Linked DNA regions of Anser cygnoides: region 1 is linked to region 2. The links are chromatin contacts, called in public Hi-C maps. All regions are on one chromosome and are shown on one strand. Each heading gives the region's core, a stretch centred on a gene start, on an enhancer-like site or on the middle of the called end of the contact. The rest is flanking DNA. Distances are from core to core; before and after follow the strand shown. Region 1 holds the start of LOC106033005 (protein zyg-11 homolog B). Region 2 holds the start of NRDC (nardilysin convertase).

What was found. Hi-C and Micro-C count contacts between places; a contact is called where the count stands out from the background.
Region 1: a contact with region 2 is called in a Hi-C map of liver, with 1.6 times the contacts expected there. The contact joins the promoter of LOC106033005 here to the promoter of NRDC in region 2. A contact is called at or near these places in 2 of 7 Hi-C or Micro-C datasets (granulosa cells and liver).

What each region holds. Positions count from the first base shown.
Region 1 is chr8:27,547,015-27,551,395 of Taihu_goose_T2T_genome, forward strand. It overlaps LOC106033005 (protein zyg-11 homolog B), which reads left to right and starts at 1,584. Exons shown (of 14, transcript XM_048061927.2): 1 at 1,584-1,605. The coding sequence starts at 1,603. SHISAL2A (shisa like 2A) reads left to right here. Exons shown (of 16, transcript XM_067001583.1): 16 at 533-1,091.
Region 2 is chr8:27,198,281-27,202,838 of Taihu_goose_T2T_genome, forward strand. It overlaps NRDC (nardilysin convertase), which reads right to left and starts at 3,218. Exons shown (of 32, transcript XM_048062051.2): 1 at 2,987-3,218; 2 at 2,846-2,984. The coding sequence starts at 3,179.

The DNA of each region.
Region 1 (4,381 bases), core at 334-2,833, 350 kb after region 2:
CTTGTCAAGCTTTTGGGATAAATAAAACTCAGTTAAATCTTGTGTATAGTCTCCCATAGGGGGAAACCGGATTGTCTGTTAACTGCTAGAGCTAATTGCTAGAACCATTGTGGGTCGGACTGCTGGCACCACCTGCTGGGCGTGCTATCAAAATTCCACTTGTAACTTCTGTTCACATTATTCCTGTAGTATTTCCTTAAAACTTGTCAGGCTTTTCAGTGTTTGGGTTGGGGTTATTACACGTGGTCCACACGAAGCTTATATCTCGTCTCTGAAGTGCATCAAGCAAAAGCACTGACACGTCTGTGAGAATGCAAGTAAGAAAATACACGTTTTTAGTCCATGCTGACTGCTACCTGTCAGGTCCTCTTATGTTCTGGAGATGCTTTTGGAAGATGAACTGCTTTTGTACTGTTTCTCTGAAAATCAGGCTTTGAAAAAATTCAGTTCGCACAAGCTCAGTAGGAACTCTTGAGTTCAACTGGTTTAAATCTCTGAAGAGTCTGTTCTCACAGGGATTTTGTCTTTGCAGTTTATAATGCAGAGGTTGGGTCAGCTGTATGGCCTCCACAATGTAGGAGCAAAGTGGCACTGTGAGGCTGCTGCGGCTCCTCAGTACACTGGGGCAGACCAAGAAATTACACTGAGCGGGGAATCTGTTCTGTGACTTCAAAGTTTTCACTGAGCCCAGAGAGGAAAAGAAAAACAGTTCCTATCATAAAGTCAGATGGAATGACAAAAAGAAGGTAAAGACATACAGTGATACTCAGGTTGAAGTGATTGAGCAAATATGTCAAAATCCCAGACTAAAGAATTGTGCCTAAAACTGACCTTTGCTGTGTAGTCCTTTAACGGATAAAATTATTTGATGGTTGCAAAATATTTTGTCATCTTTTAATGACAAATGTAAATTATATTAGTAATTTCTCCTTAATGTTGATGTGTGTGCTGTTTTGCTTAAAAGATGTAACAGTAAACTTTTTGTAATTTCATTTTAACTGGACAGAGCAATTGTATCACTGTGTATTCTGAAACAAAAAATAACTGTGTTCTCTTCACCAAGTGTAAATACAGTAATATTTGTTGGGAAAGAGGTCTTCATCGCTGTTACTGTATCTGAAAGCCGACATTATTTTGTATAAAAGCTGATAGCAAAGCTCCTGTCCAACTTCGAAGCAGAAAGCAAGACCTATTGTATGGGAGCAGCTCGCTATTCATATTACCCAGACACAATTTGGGGCAGGAAACATTGAATTGCAAGAGGCTGATCTTTGTGCAAAAGCATGGAGGTGAGGCTGAGCTCCGGACCTGCTTTGTCCTCCCAAAACGAGCCCAGGGGAGGGTCAGGCAGGCCGGGCCAGCGCTTTTTGGCGAGTTACAGCCCCCGGCGCTGGCCCTGCCGTTCGCAGAGCAGGGCTGGCTGTCCTCTGCCCGCTGCGGCTGCTTTAAGGGAGGCGGGTCCGGCGCTGCATTCACTTCCAGGTCGGGGGGGGGAGCAAGCACCGGGAGGGGGGTGGAAAGGGAAGAAAAAAAAAAAAAGAGGCAGCCGCAAGCTGCGGTACCCGGCTGGCTGGGCGCTCGCCTCCGGCACCCAGCGCCGCGATGGTGAGTGAGGGGCGCTGAGGGGAGGGGAAGGGGGCCGCCGTCCCTCGGCGGGGCAGGTGGGTTGCCCCGGGGTGCTGGCTGCCGGCGGCGGGGTGCTGAGGTGCTGGGGCAGCGGGCGAGGGGCCGGTATGGCCGCCCGGCTCCCTCAGGCGGCCGCGGCCGTTGGCCGGAGCGGGCGCGAGACCCTGAGCGCGAGCGCCTGCAGCCCCCGTCCCGCCCCGCCGCTGAGGGGCGCCGCCGGCAGCGGCCGTGACAGGGGCACCCGCGGCCGGCCCCAGAGCTCGGGCCCGGCCCGGCCCGGCCCGGCCCGGCTCGGCCCGGTACGGCTCTGCTGCAGCTGGCGGAGGGAGAAGGCAGCCCCTCTGTTACAGGCAGGCCGTGCGTGGTGCTGCTCCCTGCTCGGGAGATGAGTGTGCATATTTGCTTTTGAAACACCACCAGGAACCTCCTGGGCTGTCTAATAGACCGTAGTTAATAAAAGCATAACTTAGTCGCCTAAGTAAGCTTTTGATCTTTATTTTAAAAGTAGGTACCCCCTGTGCCTGTTGTTGTCTTCAGAGGACTGCGAGTTTGGTTCTTTGGGAGCTGGGTGCCGACATTTAAACCTGTGGCAAAACTCTGATTCATGGCGACTCTATGCACCTTTGTTGTCGTGCCGGCATTGTGCATCACCTTCATACCTTTGTTCCTTCCTATGCCACATTTCCAGGCAGCGTTCATATCTTCTCTCACCTTTTGATCTGTGAGGCTAATAAGCTGGTTTTGCCTCCTCCTCCCAACATGCTTTTTCCCCCCCAGCATATTCTGGTAGCTGTTAGGTTCAAACTGAGGTGGTGTAGATATCTCTTAACATAAATGGCCCCACGAGATCTGCTAGTGCCTTGAAAATGGCATAACAGTTCCGTATTTTTGCTTGATGCTTCTCCTGATACCTTCTTTGGCTGCCTGTGTTTCCTTGTGGTTAAGCGAACCCTTCAGGTTCTCTCCAGTCATTTCTAATTGATGAACTCGTATCGGAAGTTCTTTATATTAGTTTTCGAGTACGTGGTCTTATTATGTAGCTTTAATGTGGCACTATTTAATTTTAGATGCCTTGTGGCCTCTGCCAACTTTGTATCGCTAGCAACTTTAATCAGTATGATCCCACTTGTGCCAGAATAATTAATGAAAATAATAAATTTGAGTTTTGTGCATAATCATTCGGTGAGTCTGGTTAATAAATTGCCTAATTTTGTTTCATTCTGTTAATTTAAGTAGGATAATCCTCGAGCATTTTTCGTAGCATAAATCACTGAACCATCTGTTTATTTTTCACCGCCCTTATTAGTGCTCAGGAGAATTCTGAGGAATGTTATTGAGCTGCTAGTATTTCTTGGTCATTTTAGGCATGTTCATTTTAAGAAAGTAAATCTTTAGGGCTAAAAACCAAGGCTCTGCTACCATTTATTGTCCTGCTAACTTCTTGAGAGAAATAATTGCCACTATTTGAAAAGTCCCTTATCCTGTACCCCCGTCTCCTTCCTTGAGCTTTCAGGGAAGAAAAGCAGATGGGCCTGGCAGAGCATACAGTGACCTCTTGCACTTGAGTCTTGTCATACTGAGTCAGTAATTGGGTGCAAAAATTGGAGACTTAGAAATAGTTCTCCTGCAGCTGAAATTGTAGTCTGTCTTCCAAGGCTTTATACGGGTTTACTGAGGGGAAACTGATCAAAAGCTACCTGGGGGGCTGGGGGGAAGATTTGATTTTTAATGACTGAGACACAAAGCTAGAAAGAACTGGATCTTTCAGGCTGGAGTTGGTAGGATCATCACAATGCCTATAGTGAAAAAGGCCCACACAGCAGTGGGATTTAGTTTTCCTGCAAAGTTAGATTGCAATTACTGATGGGAAACATCAGTTAAATCTGTCTCTTTTTTGTTACTGTTGTATAAGCAGGTGGTTGCATGATGATGCTCTTCTGAAAGAACAGGATTTTGTCTGGGTACTCCTACTCAATTAATCTAGGCATAAAGTTGGGCTTAAGATTCTCTAATTTATTCTAGGTACTTCAATATGTCCCTTTAAGCTCTTCTTTTCCTTCGTAACTGCATTTTGAAATATAGAGGTAGATATAGTCTGGCAATAGTTAATGTCAATACAAAGAGTTTTTAAAAGAAAGTATGAAGAATTGTGTTATTTGTGAGAACCTTTCCAACTGTACTAGTGACGTACACTATAAGCTGAACTAGGTAATGCCATATTAGGGGTGGGATTGCATTTCAGTCTGCTAGTGTATTGGATTACTGCTAGATGCCAATGGCCATGTGCTTTACTCTCCTTCCCCCCACCTCTTTGTTTGTTTGTTTGCCTTGGTTTTATTAAGCACTTACAAAGTTATCTTCTTTTTTTTTTTTTGGAAGATTTTAAAAGAAATTTTAAAGAAAAAAGCATTAAAAATCCCATCCCCAACTATTCCATTACCAGTACTATTCCATAAGCTAGTTGACTTTAGATGTGTCACATTAGCTAAAACATATATTAGTAAAAGGAATGAAGGCACCCAGCCTTGTGTCATATAACACATAATCCTGTCTTTTGGAGACTTTAGTCTGGTCACTCGAGTTAGTCTGATGGAATGAAAGAAACCGTTATGTATGTGGGAACATCAGATGGTTAAGATGGCCATGAAAATGTCAAATCTAGACAGTAAAAGTTCTACTGAAATGGTTCTGAATGATCCTTACGAAATACAGTAATCTTGAGCTGTAGTTGACACATATTTACAGCATTCAATTG
Region 2 (4,558 bases), core at 1,968-4,467:
AGCTGCAAGACACTTGCTACAGCTCTGCAACCCACAGACCTGCTTGAAAACACGTTGCACAGGGCACTTCTCCTCCAGCTGAATTTAACAAGGAAGTATATGGATGAAAGCTGTAAAGAGGGCATCGTGATTACACATCACACTTCTTAGACTATCAAGTCTATGAAAAAAGCTGAAGACTAAACATTTAATAGTTGGGTTAAGTTCAGAAATTATGACTGCTCCTCAGCTGTGGAAGTGACAACACCTGCTCTGGCCCAGGGTTTCAAAATCATTAACATGCCTGTCCTGCATAGTGCAGTACCCTGAACAGGATGAATTTGATCCAAACAGGTGAAAGCGCAGTTGCATTCTTGTTGCTTTAACCCACTGCGGTGTTAACGTGCAGAGATGCTGTGACTAACTTCAGGAGGCAAAGACAGCACGAGATCCCTGCTAAAATGTCTGGGTACAAAGTCAATCATCCACACATTTGGAACGTCTGAATAGCAACGTGTTTGTACCCCATGTCACATTATGCAGCTGCAGCGCTCCTGAGCACGCGGCAGGGGTCCTACAAACCAGATGCACTGCGTCCTCGGGTGCTTCAGGCTCCGGAGAACTCCCAGCAAGAGCCCCAGACGGTGCAAGTCAGCACTGCTACAGCACGTCCTCCAGCAGGCCCAGCACCTTCCGCACCTCCACGCGCAGCTGTCTTCAGCTTCCACATCCCACAAAGCGCACTCACTTCCCTGGGGTCGGTACAGTCACTGAAGGCAGAGAACAAGCAGTACGGCGCTATTCCTCCAGAAGAGTTGCCATAAAGCTGCGCAGCCAGGTGTACCAGTAGCTCTCATTTCTCCTTTCCCCATGCAGCCATTAAACTAAGGCAGCAGGCGATACTAATTTGACATTACTCATCTCCAGGCTTGTCAGTGTTACATGCTAGCACCGAAAGCACAATAACACTTTAACCACGCTGCTGTCAAAGGCTCTCTGATTTCACTTAAGGAGCACCTGGAACAGCTGAGGTTGTTCTGAGCAGAGACACCAACTGACATCGGTGTTCTTTTCTTTTTCCGTGTTTCAGTCCAATGGAAAAGAACAAGTGTAATCAATACAGAAGTATCAATTAGTATGCAAAATACAGTAAGAAAAATGCAATCATGTAGCAAGAGAAGCAAGCGTAGTCCCATTGCTTTTTAGAAGAGCTGTACAGACACTGATACAAATAATCCATGAAACATAAAAGTCAAATTCTTAAAGATACATCCTGGGTAAGCTCCAACAGCTTGGTGTTCTCACACTAAGGTATTTTCTTACATCAGTGGCAATTGTTCAGCAGTTACGCAAATATTGAAATATGTAATAATGCATAGTAAACACTTAGAGAAATGTCTTAATTCTTCAAATTACAGAAAACAAGTAATACAAACTCATGAAATCCCATATAAGGATGAACTTAAATACAACAAATTTGGGGAAAAAAATCCAGTTAAGATAACTACCCACTCTTAGCTCTGAGAGACTATGTTCCATGAACAGATGCAACTTCGGTTATGATCATTTTGGTCCCAGCAAACTCACTTTTGAGAATACATTTTGCAGGCTGTCAGAACTCCTCTGCTTTTATGAATGGTGTGTTTGAGATGATAACTCGGTGAGAAGTGGTTTTAAGATCCATGAGAAAGAAATTAAATCAACTGTGAACAGCCTGCATTATACGTCAACACCAATGCAAGAACAGAGGAGAAAAACTGTATATGCATCACTAAATCTCATCTTTAAATTTGCTTAGAGGGTTTGGAACATAGCTAACAAAGGCATACTTAACTTTTAGCAACGCTGTCTTCCTAAGGGATACATTTGTGTCTGTTCTGTGCAAGGCTCACTCCCCATACACAGAAATCAATCTGAAAAGACGTGACTCCTGGCTTCCAGCTGGAAAAACGTCTGTTAAGTACAGAGAGCAGGATTTCTGAGAGACGTCGGCATTTGTCTACTCTATGCTGCATGCAAATGCGCTCTGCAATTCCCTGCGTGTGGAGGAGGTTCCTGAGCCTCAGAGCAGATTGCCAGTTTCCAGTGGACTTCCCAAGCTTCATCACACTGTCATTCCAGGTAGCAAAGGCACAAGTTTCCTAAGCTGATGGTCCCTGTAGCTACAAAGTGCAGGAAGCCACCTCCTGCAAAGCAGCGTGAGCGAGAACGCCAGCAGGGGAGGCAGACAGAAATGGGGAGGAAGAAGCAGGGAAGTAGGATAAGAAGGGAAGGAGGAAGTTTGTTCCTCGAGCCAATGGGCACAGCCCCCATGCAGCCAGCAGGGAACTTCAGCCCGTGTCACTGCGAGTCCACAATTCAGCTCCAGGCTGGGGTTTAGGCAGAGTCTGATCTGTGCAGCCAGCAGAGGCGTTATGAAGGGTAGAGCTAAAAGAGCACATCTCGCAGGGGCTGGGTAACCCGCCTACAGCATCCCTCGGAGAAGGGCTGCCTTACCCCACCCGCAGCGCTCAGCAGCCTCTCGCCCAGGCCCAGCTGCAGGGGGACAGGACATTCCTCCGTGCTCCTGGGGGGTTTGTTGGGAGCACCAAGCGAAAACACCACCAAAATGGCAGCGTAAGGTCTCTGCTCACAGCCGTATTTAAGCCTTGGAACCCCTCTATATGGGAAGAGTTTTGCTGCTGCCGGTTTTAGCCTGGTTTCAGCTCGGCGCTGCCTCGGGACACCCCCGACAACCGCCTCCCGCTGGGGATCGGCGCTCCCGGGGCCGAGCAGCCCGGAAGGGGGGGGGTACGGGAACCGCACCGGGCCCCCACCCGCGGCAGGGCCGGCCTCCAGCCCCCCCCAGCCCCGTCCCGGCGCTCACCGGTACTGCTTGGGGTCGCTGGGCGACTTGACGATGTCGGGGTCGCCGAGGTTGGCGCCCCGCTCCTCCTCCTCGTCCCCGTGAGGCGAGCGGCCTACGGCGTCGCGGCCCGCCTCGGCGGCCTGCTGCCCCCCGGCACCTCGGGGCAGCCGCCGCCGCCCGCCGCCTTGTTCCTCCCGGGCATGGCCGCCCACAGCGGCCGGGCCCTGACGAGAACCGGCGGCAGCCGCCCCCGCTCCGCCCCCGGCCCGGCCCCGGTCGCAGTCGCGGTCCCGCTCCCGGCCGCCGCTGCCGCCCGGCCCCTCCTCACGAAGGCTGCCGCGAATCTGCGCATGCGCGGCCGGCCGCCGGGCCCCGCTGCCAGCCGGGCGGCTCCCGCCCCGCCGGGAAGTGGCGGTGGTGGCTGGGCGGGGGCCGGGCCCCGCGCCCTGTCAGCGCCCGCTGTGGTGTCACGTGGGGGAAACGGGGAGGCCCCCGTGGGCTGCGCGTGGCCGGAGCGGGCGGTGATTGGTGAGGGTGGGGGGAACCATCGGGGGGGGGGAGGAGGGGGAGAGGCGACTTTCGGAGATTAGGCGGAGGGAGGAGAGCAGCGGGGTGAAGGGAGGGAGGGAGGCAGAAGCGGACCCAGAGCCCCGCCCTCCGGCATCGCGGTCCGGCATCGTGGCCGCCTTCCCTGTCCGCTGCTCCTCCCCCCCCCCCCGCTCGGCTGTTGGATGAGTCCAACCGCCCCTTGCGGAGGCCGGCCGCCTCGCTTCCTCCACCCCTTGGCCCAAGCAGATGTCGCTCCCTCCCGACACGACCAGCCAGCCGTTCTCTCATTCCCTTCACCTATTGGTCCAAGCGGATGCCGCTCACCCGGCAGAACCAATCAGCTCGCGCGAGCCGCCCCAAGGGCCGTGAGGTGCGAGGCCCCCTCAGCGCAGGAGGGGCACAGCGGCTGCCTGAGGCGAGGCTCCTCCCCCTCGCCCCGCCTCCCCCGCTCCTCACAGGCGCTGCAGACCTCTCGCGGCCGGTTACTTTTCGGATCTCCGCGCCTGTTTATTTTTTATTTTTATTTTTTTTTTCCTAAATAAAACAGAACATCTAACAGAAAAGACAGAGCTGCGGCACTCAGTGCCTGTGGGCGCTGTGGCCCAGTCCCTCCAGTTCCAAGCACTTTCCCCTCGGTACACAAACTTTCCCCCCCTGCGAAGCTGCCGGCGCCTGTGTGGCGAGGCCCAGCCCCAGCAGGAACGCTTCTCCTCTGCTCCGGCATCTCCCCGAGCCACCGCCTCCAACGGCACGCATCTCCCGCAGCCTTTTCCTTGTGCTGCTGCGGGGACTCCTTCGCGCCTGCTCTTCCGTTTATGGCAGCCCCTTTGCATCATTCCGCACTTCAATCTCCTGTAACGCCAGCGCTGTTCGCTGTTTTCTGTGTCTATGTTGCCTGCAAAAGGAATGCAGACAGCGATTTCGAGGGTGGGAAGCTCGCAGAGGTGAGGGCACGCAGACCCAGGGGCTGCTCCCCCCGTGCTCAGTGCCTTGTTTCTCCACTAGGTGGAAGCCAAGACCACGTCTCACCTGCAGCCTCCTTTTCTCAGCTTTTCTGACAGAAATGCGCTCTGAGTGCTCTAGGTGATGGTATAAGCAATAGAGAAGCTTGTAGAGAGCAGTCCGTCAGTCCTTCCTTCCTTAAATCTTGTAACCATACTGTTTTTATCAAAACTAGGGCAC